3 separate regions of the Zea mays genome follow, and regions 2 and 3 are each linked to region 1. A link is a contact called in public Hi-C data. All regions are on one chromosome and are shown on one strand. The core of a region is the stretch at or near the end of the contact, and the rest is flanking DNA. Distances in the headings are between cores, read along the strand shown. Region 1 holds the start of LOC100192538 (cytochrome b-c1 complex subunit Rieske, mitochondrial). Region 2 holds the start of LOC100502219. Region 3 holds the start of LOC100382918.

Region 1 (3,481 bases), core at 396-2,895:
ACATCATAATGGAACTCCTTTCTAATGTTGGTATTGGACAGGATAAAAGCGGCGAGAAACTTGAAGCACATGAGAAGTTTGCTGAACCCAGAGAAGTGGAGGTGAGCTTTACATTTTTACTCTGCACCAATGTTTTCCTCCAATAAAATGTTTCAGTCATTATCATCGCTATGAAGCTGTGATGTTTTGGTCAGTTTCTTTAAACTATCAGCTTTGCTATTAACAAGTTTCATTTTGGCATAGTCAGAAATTAGTTATAACGCCATCAAAGAAGGAACTTGGTCTTGCATTCAAAGGGAACCAGAAGTTGGTTGTTGAGTCATTGGAAGTAAGTTTCATAACCACATTGGCTTGTTATATTATGTTGCTGTTAGGCTGATCATCATTTACTTTATTATCTTTGTACAGGCCATGACCGAGACCGAGGCACTGGACATGAAAGCCGCGTTGGAATCCAGAGGGGAAGTCGAGTTCAAGGTGTGTACCCTTGGGAAGAATGTCACCATAAAGAAAAACATGGTTTCAATCAACATCGAGAAGAAAAAGGAGCACCAGAGGAAATTTACTCCTTCCGTCATAGAGCCATCCTTTGGGATCGGGCGCATCATATACTGCCTTTTTGAGCACTGCTTCTACCAAAGGCCTGGCAAGACCGAGGATGAGCAGCTAAACGTGTTCAGGTTTCCCCCTCTCGTTGCTCCAATAAAGTGCACCGTCTTTCCATTGGTCAAGCTCGAGAAATTTGAGGCTGTTGCCAAGAAGATCTCCAAGGCCCTGACAGCAGCTGGGATTTCACATATCATCGACATGACAGGTACATGGCCAAATCAGTAGAGTTGCGCTTGTTTTCTGTGGCACTGTTTATCTAAGTTCTGTTGCAATGGAGGTCTACAGTTTCAGTCGTTCTGAATTCTGATCCGTGACTGCCTCTGTTGCAGGTAATACAATAGGAAAACGGTACGCAAGGACGGATGAGATTGGTGTCCCCCTGGCGATCACGGTTGATCACACCACGAGCGTGACGGTGCGCGATCGTGACAGCAAGGACCAGATCCGCGTGGATGTGGACGAGGTGGCCTCGGTGGTGAAGGAAGTGACGGACGGGCAGAGCACCTGGGCTGACATCATGTGGAGGTACCCGGCTCACACGGCCTCGGCCGCCGACGAGGATGGGGCACAGCCCTGAAGAGGCACAGCCACAACACCACCCAACGATCGTTGGTCTCTGATAGTTCCTTCCTGCGTTCCTTAACAGAAACAGACTGCATTGTTGTGTAAGCCTACAGTAGCCAGATTCCTGCACATTTAAATTTCCACAAACAAATAGTAGCCTCTGTGTTATAAATTCTGCTACAACATTTCATCCTGTTTCACCCTTGAATGGACCTGTGATGTTTGCCTCGTCGTGATATGAAGGAACTAGAAAAACCACCTTTCCCACGGTCCGGGTTCACGGGAGAGCACCAGCAGAATTACAGTTATTAAGTGGAGGCCCATTTGGAAGCAGGCTAGCCAAGCTCACCACGTGCAAATCAGTGTGTGTGTTTCTTGGGCTGCAGAAATTGGGGCAGCGTAGCCCACCGCCCCCAATATTTTTCTCCGTCCCTCGTTTTCACCAGTCTCTCTTCTCTGTCTGTCTTCCTCCGTGCTTCCCGGCGCGAACCCTAGCCGAGATTAGATTGGAGGCGAGCGCCATCACCGGAGGAAGAGGGCGACACGATGCTGCGGGTTGCGGGAAGAAGGCTCTCGTCTTCCGTCTCCTGGCGCCCCGCCGTGGCGGCGGCCAGGGGCCCCCTTGCCGGTGCTGGCGCCCCCGACCGGGACGACGGCTCGGCTCGCGGCCGGAGCCAGACGCGGTTCTCCATCGACTCCCCCTTCTTTGTCACTGCCAGGGGTAAGAGCGCGCGTCCTTCCGCATGATTTCCGTGTCTGCTTGTAGATTTGGCTAGGACTGGGATCGGGATCCATCTGGCTTGATCTACGATACGAGGATTGCTAATTTCGCGAAGTTGTGGATGATTGCTTGGTTCTCGATGATGGCGTAGCTCTGCATCGAGTCCTTTCTGTTTAGTGATCCATGCTTGGTTCTCATGTAGCTTGATGTGCCGTAGCTGTAACTCTTACGTGGATCGGTCTTGTTAGCACTTCGTTAAGTAAGCGCCCCAACGTGTTTGGACGATTTGCGTTCCTTCAGGACCCAGGAGAATTTGTTCGCTTGTTTTTTAGCATTTTGTTATGCTGTTTGACATTCATTTCTTGATTTGCAGCCATTGAGCTGTGCTTTAACATAGACGAATGCCTCCTGCCCTTTCTGATTAGCACTGCCACTTGCCCTATGTGATCTCGTGAAAAACACAGGACAACTGCGTATCATTATATTAAGAAGAAAAATGTTTTGACCCATATACCAAACACCTAAACACACCAGTGAAAAACTACATGCTTGACTACAAGTTAAAACTAAAAAAAATGATCACAACCAACCATTATTTGGCGCAAGGGCGAGGAGATGAGAGGCCCCTCAAGCCCACCAAAGGAGTAGCTCATCCTTGATGAGCAACATAACCTCATTCAAGCTTGGCAAAATCCCATTAAAACGCAGCGATGGTGGTGATTCCAAATTGCCCGAGCTCCTAAAATGATGATGGGATTTTGCCCTTTTTGAACTGGACCACTCATTCTATAATTTGATTTTTACCCACTAATCATCAAAGGAAACATCATCCTGCTGAGGGGTTAAGGATTCTAGCCCCACTTGCTGCAGGAGGAGTACTGCACATGCCAAGCGAAAAGCCGAAAACACATGAGACAAGAAACTGGTCAATAGTTTCTTCCTCCTTATCACATAGCAAGCAACATTCATGATGCGGTAACCCCGCTTAGCAAGTTGATCTTCAGTCTAACATCTATTATGAGCGACCAACCACATGAACTTGCACTTGCTGGATTCCCAACGTTTCCTAATTCTCTTCCAAGGTCTAAAGAGGACATCCCCAACAAATAAACTCTCATATTCTGATTTTGCGGAGTATTTTTCTTTGGTAGAGAAATGCCATGTGTGAGAATCTTCAACCTCGGGCTGTAGTTTCACCTCTGAGAGAAGGCCCCAGAAATCAAGGAATTCAGCATTGACTATTGTGAGTGTGCCTTGAATATTTGAAATCCAGCTCTGTTCAGTCAAGGCATCATAGACTGCTCATTGTTTCGCTTGCCTTTTAGAAACCAGTCCAAACAAGTGAGGGACAAGGGATGATAAACACTGATAGAGTGCAGCCATATTATCAGTCCAGAAAAGTGTGTTCTTTCCATTTTCAACATTTGAGATGATGGCACTGAGAAAAAAGTCCTAACTGTAAAATGGTGTATGGGGAAGGCCGCTCACAGTCGATCAATTCCATTTTTTTTGCAACCAAAGCCATCTCATTCGAAGGGCTCAACTCAAATGCTGCAGATTTGTAATGCTGAGATCTCCTAGCTCAGG
Region 2 (3,481 bases), core at 440-2,939, 950 kb before region 1:
CTATTATGGTAGTGTTTTCTTTCTACTCAAATCACATAAAGCAGACACCCCTTTTCATTCATATTCCTTAATGAGCAATCACTAAACAAACATACACTGGCATTTTGCATGTCCAGTAAAAAATGGTGAAGAAGAACACAACGCCAACCAGGAATTAAAAATACTAGAATTTATACTGATTTGTTAAAATTAAGGTGTGCTAACAAAGCCCACAGAAAGTATTCAGATAAAACTATAGGTGAAGACATTAACCAAACAAACCTAATAACACAGAATGAACTAACTGTGCAGATAGGTGAAGATAATACCAAGTTGACGAGCTTCTTCAAGGGACAATTCCAATACACGTTTTGCACGAGGTGTGAATGGGATTTCAACAGCCACAAACCCACTGCCACGTCCAATTATCTTCTCGACTTCAACTCGGGCATCCTTAAGATTGATTCCCATAGACTTCAGAACCTTCGCCGCAATACCCGTGCCCTCACCAATAAGCCCCAGCAAAATCTGCTCTGTCCCAACAAAGTTATGTCCCAGGCGCCTTGCCTCCTCCTGTGCAAGCATAATCACCTTGATTGCTTTCTCAGTGAAGCGCTCAAACATGGCACGAACCACCCCTCTTGAGGCTGATCCACGCGGTCTTGCAATCTGACTTGCCACGATCGATCCAAAGTCACGCTTGATCACGGACCTCGTGTCTAAAAAGTTTGTCTGACGCAATCCTTGGAAACCACCAAGAGTAAGAGTCCTTGTTGGCATATTTCGCACCATTGTAGCATTGGTTCTGGCCCTTGCACGCACACGGAACCGACCTGAGCTGCTTCTGTAAACGGTTGGAACAACCGCAGACTGAACTAGAGTGCCCTCCATGCTGAACTAGGAAAAGGCAATCCCAGGTCTGTATCTACCAAGCCCTGCAAATTTGCAAAAGGAAAAGTAAAACTGTAAATATCACAAAAATGACAACCCCATACTGAAACGACTACATGTCTCGAACAGATCATATTTCGTCTAAACGACTCTACAGCCTCTGTGTGCCGACACAGGCGTACACGCTTACATGTCTCGAACAGATCATATTTCCTCTAAACAGAATCACACATCGACCCCCCCACCACACACACACACACCAAAAAAAAATAACCGCCGTTCAACGAAACAGAGACGAGAGATATGGTTGCTGGTTGAGGCCACAAGACGCGCTCTAAATCGTATCAGTGGACCATCCTCCAGTGGGCAACATCTAGCCTAAGCGACGCCACAGCAGCCATCCGCGCTACCCACTAGGAAAGCACCCGCGTTTTCGCCGCGCGGGTCAGCCAGGGAATGAGACGGTGGGACCAATTACATCCAACAAGCCCTCACTCCCAACCACGACGCGCCGACAGACACCCTTCACAAATTCGGACGGGGAAATGGGAACGGGGAGATTACGGCGCCGAGTTTCGTCTCCCAGAGAGGGGTCGTGGAACGCGCGGCAGCGGAAGCGTCCCGACCCTGCGCCGGCGTCCGGCGAGGAAGGCGCACCCTAGGCAGGGGAGGAGGTGGCAGGGGAGGAGGTGGCAGAGGAGACCAGAGGTAGGGCTAGCTGCCTGCCGCGTGGGAAATGGGAATGGAGGGGGGGGCAGAGGTCAGAGGAGGTCAGGAGGATAAGGAGAGGAGGAAGGCGGCGAGAGCTTGCGCTATTGCGCTGCATCGGTGGAGTGGGTCGCACGTTACCCCCTCCCAACATGGGCTTTTTCTCTTTCTTGTCTTTGCCCGCGTGTAACAGCCCACTTAGCCCAACGACGGCCCTAGTTTGTGCGAGACAATTGCCGTTATGAAACAACAGACAAGCGGTTTCGACAAATTGGAGGTGTTGCCGATGGCTTCTCTGTTTTGGAGACGCAGGCAACAGGCAAACTCCAAAATAGATACGAGACAGTCAATAGGAGCTGAGCAAACAGAGATTAGTCTCCTTTCGCCATTACCGTCGCCGTGCTCACACGCCGTCTGCGTCGTATTCTTCTCTCCGTCGCGGACAGCTTTTGCGCCGCGGACAACTCTTGCGCCGCTCCGCGGACAGCTCTTGCGTCTCCTCTGCGTCTGGCTGCCCCGTCGCCGGACATGGCAAGCATCAGACGGGGCGGCAGCTCCGTGACCGAGACAATCACCCAGGCATCGCAGCAGCATCAGTCGCGGCTGGACGACGACCAGCTGGCGGAGCTGCAGGAGATCTTCCGGTCCTTCGACCGCAACGCCGACGGCAGCCTGACGCAGCCGGAGCTGGGCTCCTTGCTCCGGTCCCTGGGCCTGACGCCCAGCGCCGACCAGCTCGACGCGCTCATCACCCGTGCCGACACCAACTCCAACGGCCTCATCGAGTTCTCCGAGTTTGTGGCGCTCGTGGCCCCCGACCTCCTCCAAGACCGGTCCCCTTACTCCGAGGACCAGCTCCGCAAGCTCTTCGACATCTTCGACCGCGACGGCAACGGGTTCATCGCCGCGAGATCGAGGTTGCGGCCCACCGTGTCCGACTCCACGAACACCTTGCACTGCCCGGGCTCCAGCCCGCCGAGCTCGAGCTCGGCGGAGTCCTGCTGCTGCTGGCTGCCGTCGCCCCCGAGCCACGGCGGCCGCTCCGACGACGCGGCCTTGGTCGGGCTGGTCTGGATGACGCCGGATCCCCCCGAGCCCTCCGAGGCGTTGGGCCCCTTCTCGGCGTTCCAGCACGTGGAGCTGTTGCCGGTCGCCGCTGGGGAGGTTGCGCCGCTGCGGTTCATCTGCTGCTCGGTTAGTATCGTGCGTCCGAAGAGCACTAGCCCCGCCGGCTCGGCGTCGGGCTTCTGCCTGTTGGCACCCGTGGATGGAGGAGCGCACGGGAAGTCGTCGTCGTCGCGCGCCGCCGCCGGCGCGCCTCCGATGGTCAGGTCCGTGCTGACTCTTGCCGGGATCGGGGTTTGCGACCGTGGCTATCCTCCTCCTCGTCCCCGCTCGTCGCGCAACCCGACTCGGGCTCGGGCGGGCGCCACAAGGCTGGTGACGCGACGGTGGCGGCGGCGGCGCCGGGGCAGGGCGCGCTCGCGCAGCCACCGAGGGGGTCACGGAAGCGGACGCGCGCGTCGCGGCGGGCGCCCACGACGGTGCTCACTACCGACACCTCCAACTTCCGCGCCATGGTGCAGGAGTTCACGGGCATCCCGTCCCCGCCCTTCGGCGCTGGCGTCAGGGTCGGGGGGCCCGCCGCGTCGCTCCGCACCCGCTTCGACCACATCTTCTCCCCGCCGTCCTCCCTGCGCTCCACCGCGGACGCCACGGCCTTGCTGCCGCCGTACCTCATGCGCCCTTTCCCACACAAGCTCCCGACGGAGAGAAGAATACGACGCAGACGGCGTGTGAGCATGGCGACGGTAATGGCGAAAGGAGACTAATCTCTGTTTGCTCAGCTCCTATTGACTGTTTCGTATCCATTTTGGAGTTTGCCTGTTGCCTGCGTCTTCAA
Region 3 (3,481 bases), core at 461-2,960, 870 kb before region 1:
TAATTTTGATGGGTCCCAATAGGTCACCCTAGTCTGTTTATCCTGTTTACCTTGTTTACCCCTGATTCATGATTCACTTGGGTAGTTATGCTATTGCATTATTTGGTTTTGGGATTAATATTTCATTATATCCATGTTCCAATTATTATGTTATGTTATTTATGTTCATGTCAAGATCATTATATTTTTAATTAGAACATGGAGCTTAACTTGAGAAACACGTGCCACCACAAGGGTGGAATGGGACGCCCTTGGCTGACTAATTAGGAAAGCTAGTAGAAAACTACCTTACTTGAAAGGGGCAAGGGTAGTAGGGGAGTTGCATGCAAGGAGGTTCTCGGGTTGATTTTGCTGTGATGGCGGTCAGATGGGGGATTCTTGCAAGTGCTCTTCCCATAAACTGTAGCAGGTTTTCGGAAGCTAGTGGAATTTTGTAAAGGCCTCGTAGTGGATCCCTAGACATTCACCTACCTCGGTAGTGTCTAAGGGCCTTGCAAACCCTGGCGACATGGGATACACGACTTGTGGGTACAGGGTACAACCTCTGCAGAGTGTAAAACTGGTATACTAGTCAAGCTCATGGTCATGAGCAGGACTCTCGCATGATTAAATTATGGAACTTAAATTCAATTTTTCATTTGCATTTGCATGGGTTTATTATTAATTTTGTTCTATTATTATTTATTATGGTTTGGTATTTACTTACATTTAGTAACTGCTAATAAAATTTGACCAAATTATTAAAAGCAATGCTCAGCTTTAACCCCTATTGTTGATCAGCCTTACACATCACATGAACTCCCACCTTTGGTGAGTTCATGATCACTGGTTTCCCCATAACTTGTTGAGCTATGATCATGTGTGAGCTCACCCTTGCTGTCTCACACCCCCACAGGAGAAGAACAGGTGGTTCGCGAGGAGCCACACATCGAGGAGTTCGATTCGATCTAGGTGGCGTCTCCCAGTTGACTTTCTGACGCCAAGGATGGATTTTAGATCCTTTTATATGTATATTTTATCTTGTAAGCCTTCCGCTATGTAATAAATACTCTGATTATTGTGACATTTATCTTTATACACTCTGTTATTATATATGTTGTCTTCTTTGACGTATGTATGAGATGCACTCGACTTTGTTCCTTAAATCCGGGTGTGACAACCCAACGGTCAACGGACGGACGCTTCACGTTTGCTAACTTGCTTTCCTGAGTCCTGACTTCCTGTTGTATGTTGCGGACTTCAGTGTTGGGCTTGGGCCTGTTGGCTGCCTACATGGGCACTTGGCCACTTTCCTTGCCTCATTGCCTGTTAGTTAGTGGACGTCAGGACGTGAGTCACGTGATGGGCCATGGTATGTTTGAGCTGGCTCATTAAGAAAACAAGCTCAGATGTTAGCTCAGCTCGTGAAAAAGTTCAAACGATCCGAGCTAAGCTAAGCCGATCTCGAGTCTCGAGTCAAGCGAGTCAACAAACCACGAGTATTTCTTTCAGCTCTAGTGAAACGGGAAGAACATCAAAACTGGTGACTTATATAGGATGGAGAGAGAGATTAGTGATGCATGTAGCAAAAAGAAGCAAGAAATCTTTTTTTCTCTTCTAGCTGCGAACGGGCCGGACTGCGTGCGCGGGTCAGACAGCCCAGCCCATTCTTCCAGCACCGACTCCAAGTAAACCCGATCATTCACGGCTCACTCCCCAATCCGTGAAATCACCATCGCAGCCGCCGTCTTCTCCTATCGCCCTCTCCTTGTCGGTTCGCCCGCACCGTTTCCCAAACCCTCCGGACTCGAACCCAACCCACGCACCCACATCGGGAGACGAGCCAGGCCGAGCTCTGGAAGAGTCTCCGGAAGGCCCGCACCGTCGATGGCGGCCGAGGGCAGCGGCGTCCAAGAGACGTTCGAGGCGCGGGTGAAGCGCCTGTTCGGGTCCCGCCTCTTCGACGCCGTCCCGGACTCCTCCTTCCCGACGGCCTCCTGGTCCGTGGCCGCGGGCGACGTCGAGCGCCACCGTTGGTCGAAGCCGTCGGAGGCCCGCGACGCGGAGGAGGAGGCAGCGGGGGAGGCCGGCCGCGGGGACACGCCCTGCGTCTCCGCGTTCTACGACGCCAACGGGTGCCTTCGTGGCCGGAGGCGCAGGTCCAGGCAGGAGGAGTTCGAGGGGAACCTCGACGACCTAGATGAAGACGAGGAGGAGGACAGCGAGAGGGAGAGGAATGCGGCAGAACAGGACGAGGAGGAGGGGGTTAGAGTTAACATCGGCCTCGACCCCACTCTGGATCGGGAGGTGAGTGAAGTTGTCTTCGGTTATTGATTGTTTGGTTTGACCACTTCATCAGCTGCTCTTACGATATCATAATTGATGCTTGACAGTTCGTTGGAATTTAATCATGATATCATAATTGATGCTTGGCAGTTCGTTGGAATTTAATCATGATATCATAGTTGATGCTTGGCAGTTCGTTGGAATTAAGCTGTGAAGTAAGATCAGGATTAAATCAACTATTGATCTTCAGTCTATGTCTTCTTAAATAAACATTTTCACCTAGGATTTGTTGCTTCCTAACTAGGCTTCTGCATGATTTGGATAAAGAATAGGCGGAGATGACCAGAACATTTTGTTAACCATCTTATTATTGGTTTGTGCCATAGTTTCACGTTGTCGCATTTTTGTCATCTGGGATGCATCAAAGGTCTATTTCTTAAATCTGGTGGGACGACGTTATTCCTCATATTAGTACTAACTAACTATGAGGAATGAGACGGTGATGCATCAACTTATTCTATTACACAAACCAAACAAAAAAAATGAGGAGCGACAAAATAATGGACCAACTCATTACTCAAACCAAACACCCTATAAGAGTATGGACAAATGTATTAGATTTAATGGTTCACTAGGCCCTCTATGGCAGTTTTTTAATGAGTGGGAGCATGTCCCGTTTCCTTTTGATTATTGATGAGTTTTTGTTTTTGTAGTAGTTAATGATAATTGTAATTGGCTAACGAGATATCTTTATTTGGATGTGATATATGCTTGACCTGGAAACAGCTTAAGTAACTTGTCTGGAGTTCTCTTGAATGTTTCTTCATGGTCGGTCATTATGAGTTATCCTATGTATCGCTGTTGGTGTGGTTCTACTGGACTCTTATGTTAGAAGAGTTGTTTTTTTACAGGAAGAGGAGGACAAGTATGACAGAGAGGCCTTTGGCAGAGAGGAGGCTGCTGACCGTGTGTACATGCATGATATAATGGATGCCGGCATAAACATGAGCATCAACAGTATAGTCCCTGACCTCCTTGATGATTCCATTGAAGAGGTGTACCGTTTTAGGAAGGATCCTCGTGCAGATATGAGGGCAGCATCTGCAAGACTCAGAGAAGATGGTTCTACTAAAGATTGTGATTCTCACTGTCCCACTCAAGCCAAGGATTTCCCCAGTGTAGTTCATACAAAGAAAGCTGTGGAGGAAGACAATGT

The links. A called contact is a pair of places that touch in the nucleus more often than the background predicts.
Region 2: a contact with region 1 is called in a Hi-C map of bundle sheath, with 2.6 times the contacts expected there. The contact joins the promoter of LOC100502219 here to the promoter of LOC100192538 in region 1. A contact is called at or near these places in 5 of 25 Hi-C or Micro-C datasets (bundle sheath, leaf, leaf mesophyll and 1 more).
Region 3: a Hi-C map of ear shows a contact between it and region 1, with 3 times the contacts expected there. The contact joins the promoter of LOC100382918 here to the promoter of LOC100192538 in region 1. A contact is called at or near these places in 6 of 25 Hi-C or Micro-C datasets (bundle sheath, ear, leaf and 1 more) and 1 of 3 datasets of contacts at active chromatin or transcription factors (leaf).

The regions. Positions count from the first base shown.
Region 1 is chr2:65,070,826-65,074,306 of Zm-B73-REFERENCE-NAM-5.0, reverse strand. LOC100192538 (cytochrome b-c1 complex subunit Rieske, mitochondrial) reads left to right here and starts at 1,645. Exons shown (of 2, transcript NM_001137757.1): 1 at 1,645-1,894. The coding sequence starts at 1,720. It overlaps LOC113687172 (glycine--tRNA ligase, mitochondrial), which reads left to right. Exons shown (of 9, transcript NM_001367480.1): 6 at 42-101; 7 at 248-328; 8 at 409-814; 9 at 939-1,345. The coding sequence ends at 1,186.
Region 2 is chr2:66,023,838-66,027,318 of Zm-B73-REFERENCE-NAM-5.0, reverse strand. It overlaps LOC100502219, which reads right to left and starts at 1,689. Exons shown (of 10, transcript NM_001363235.1): 1 at 1,435-1,689; 2 at 309-914. The coding sequence starts at 870.
Region 3 is chr2:65,943,031-65,946,511 of Zm-B73-REFERENCE-NAM-5.0, reverse strand. It overlaps LOC100382918, which reads left to right and starts at 1,710. Exons shown (of 2, transcript NM_001175606.1): 1 at 1,710-2,286; 2 at 3,177-3,481. The coding sequence starts at 1,867.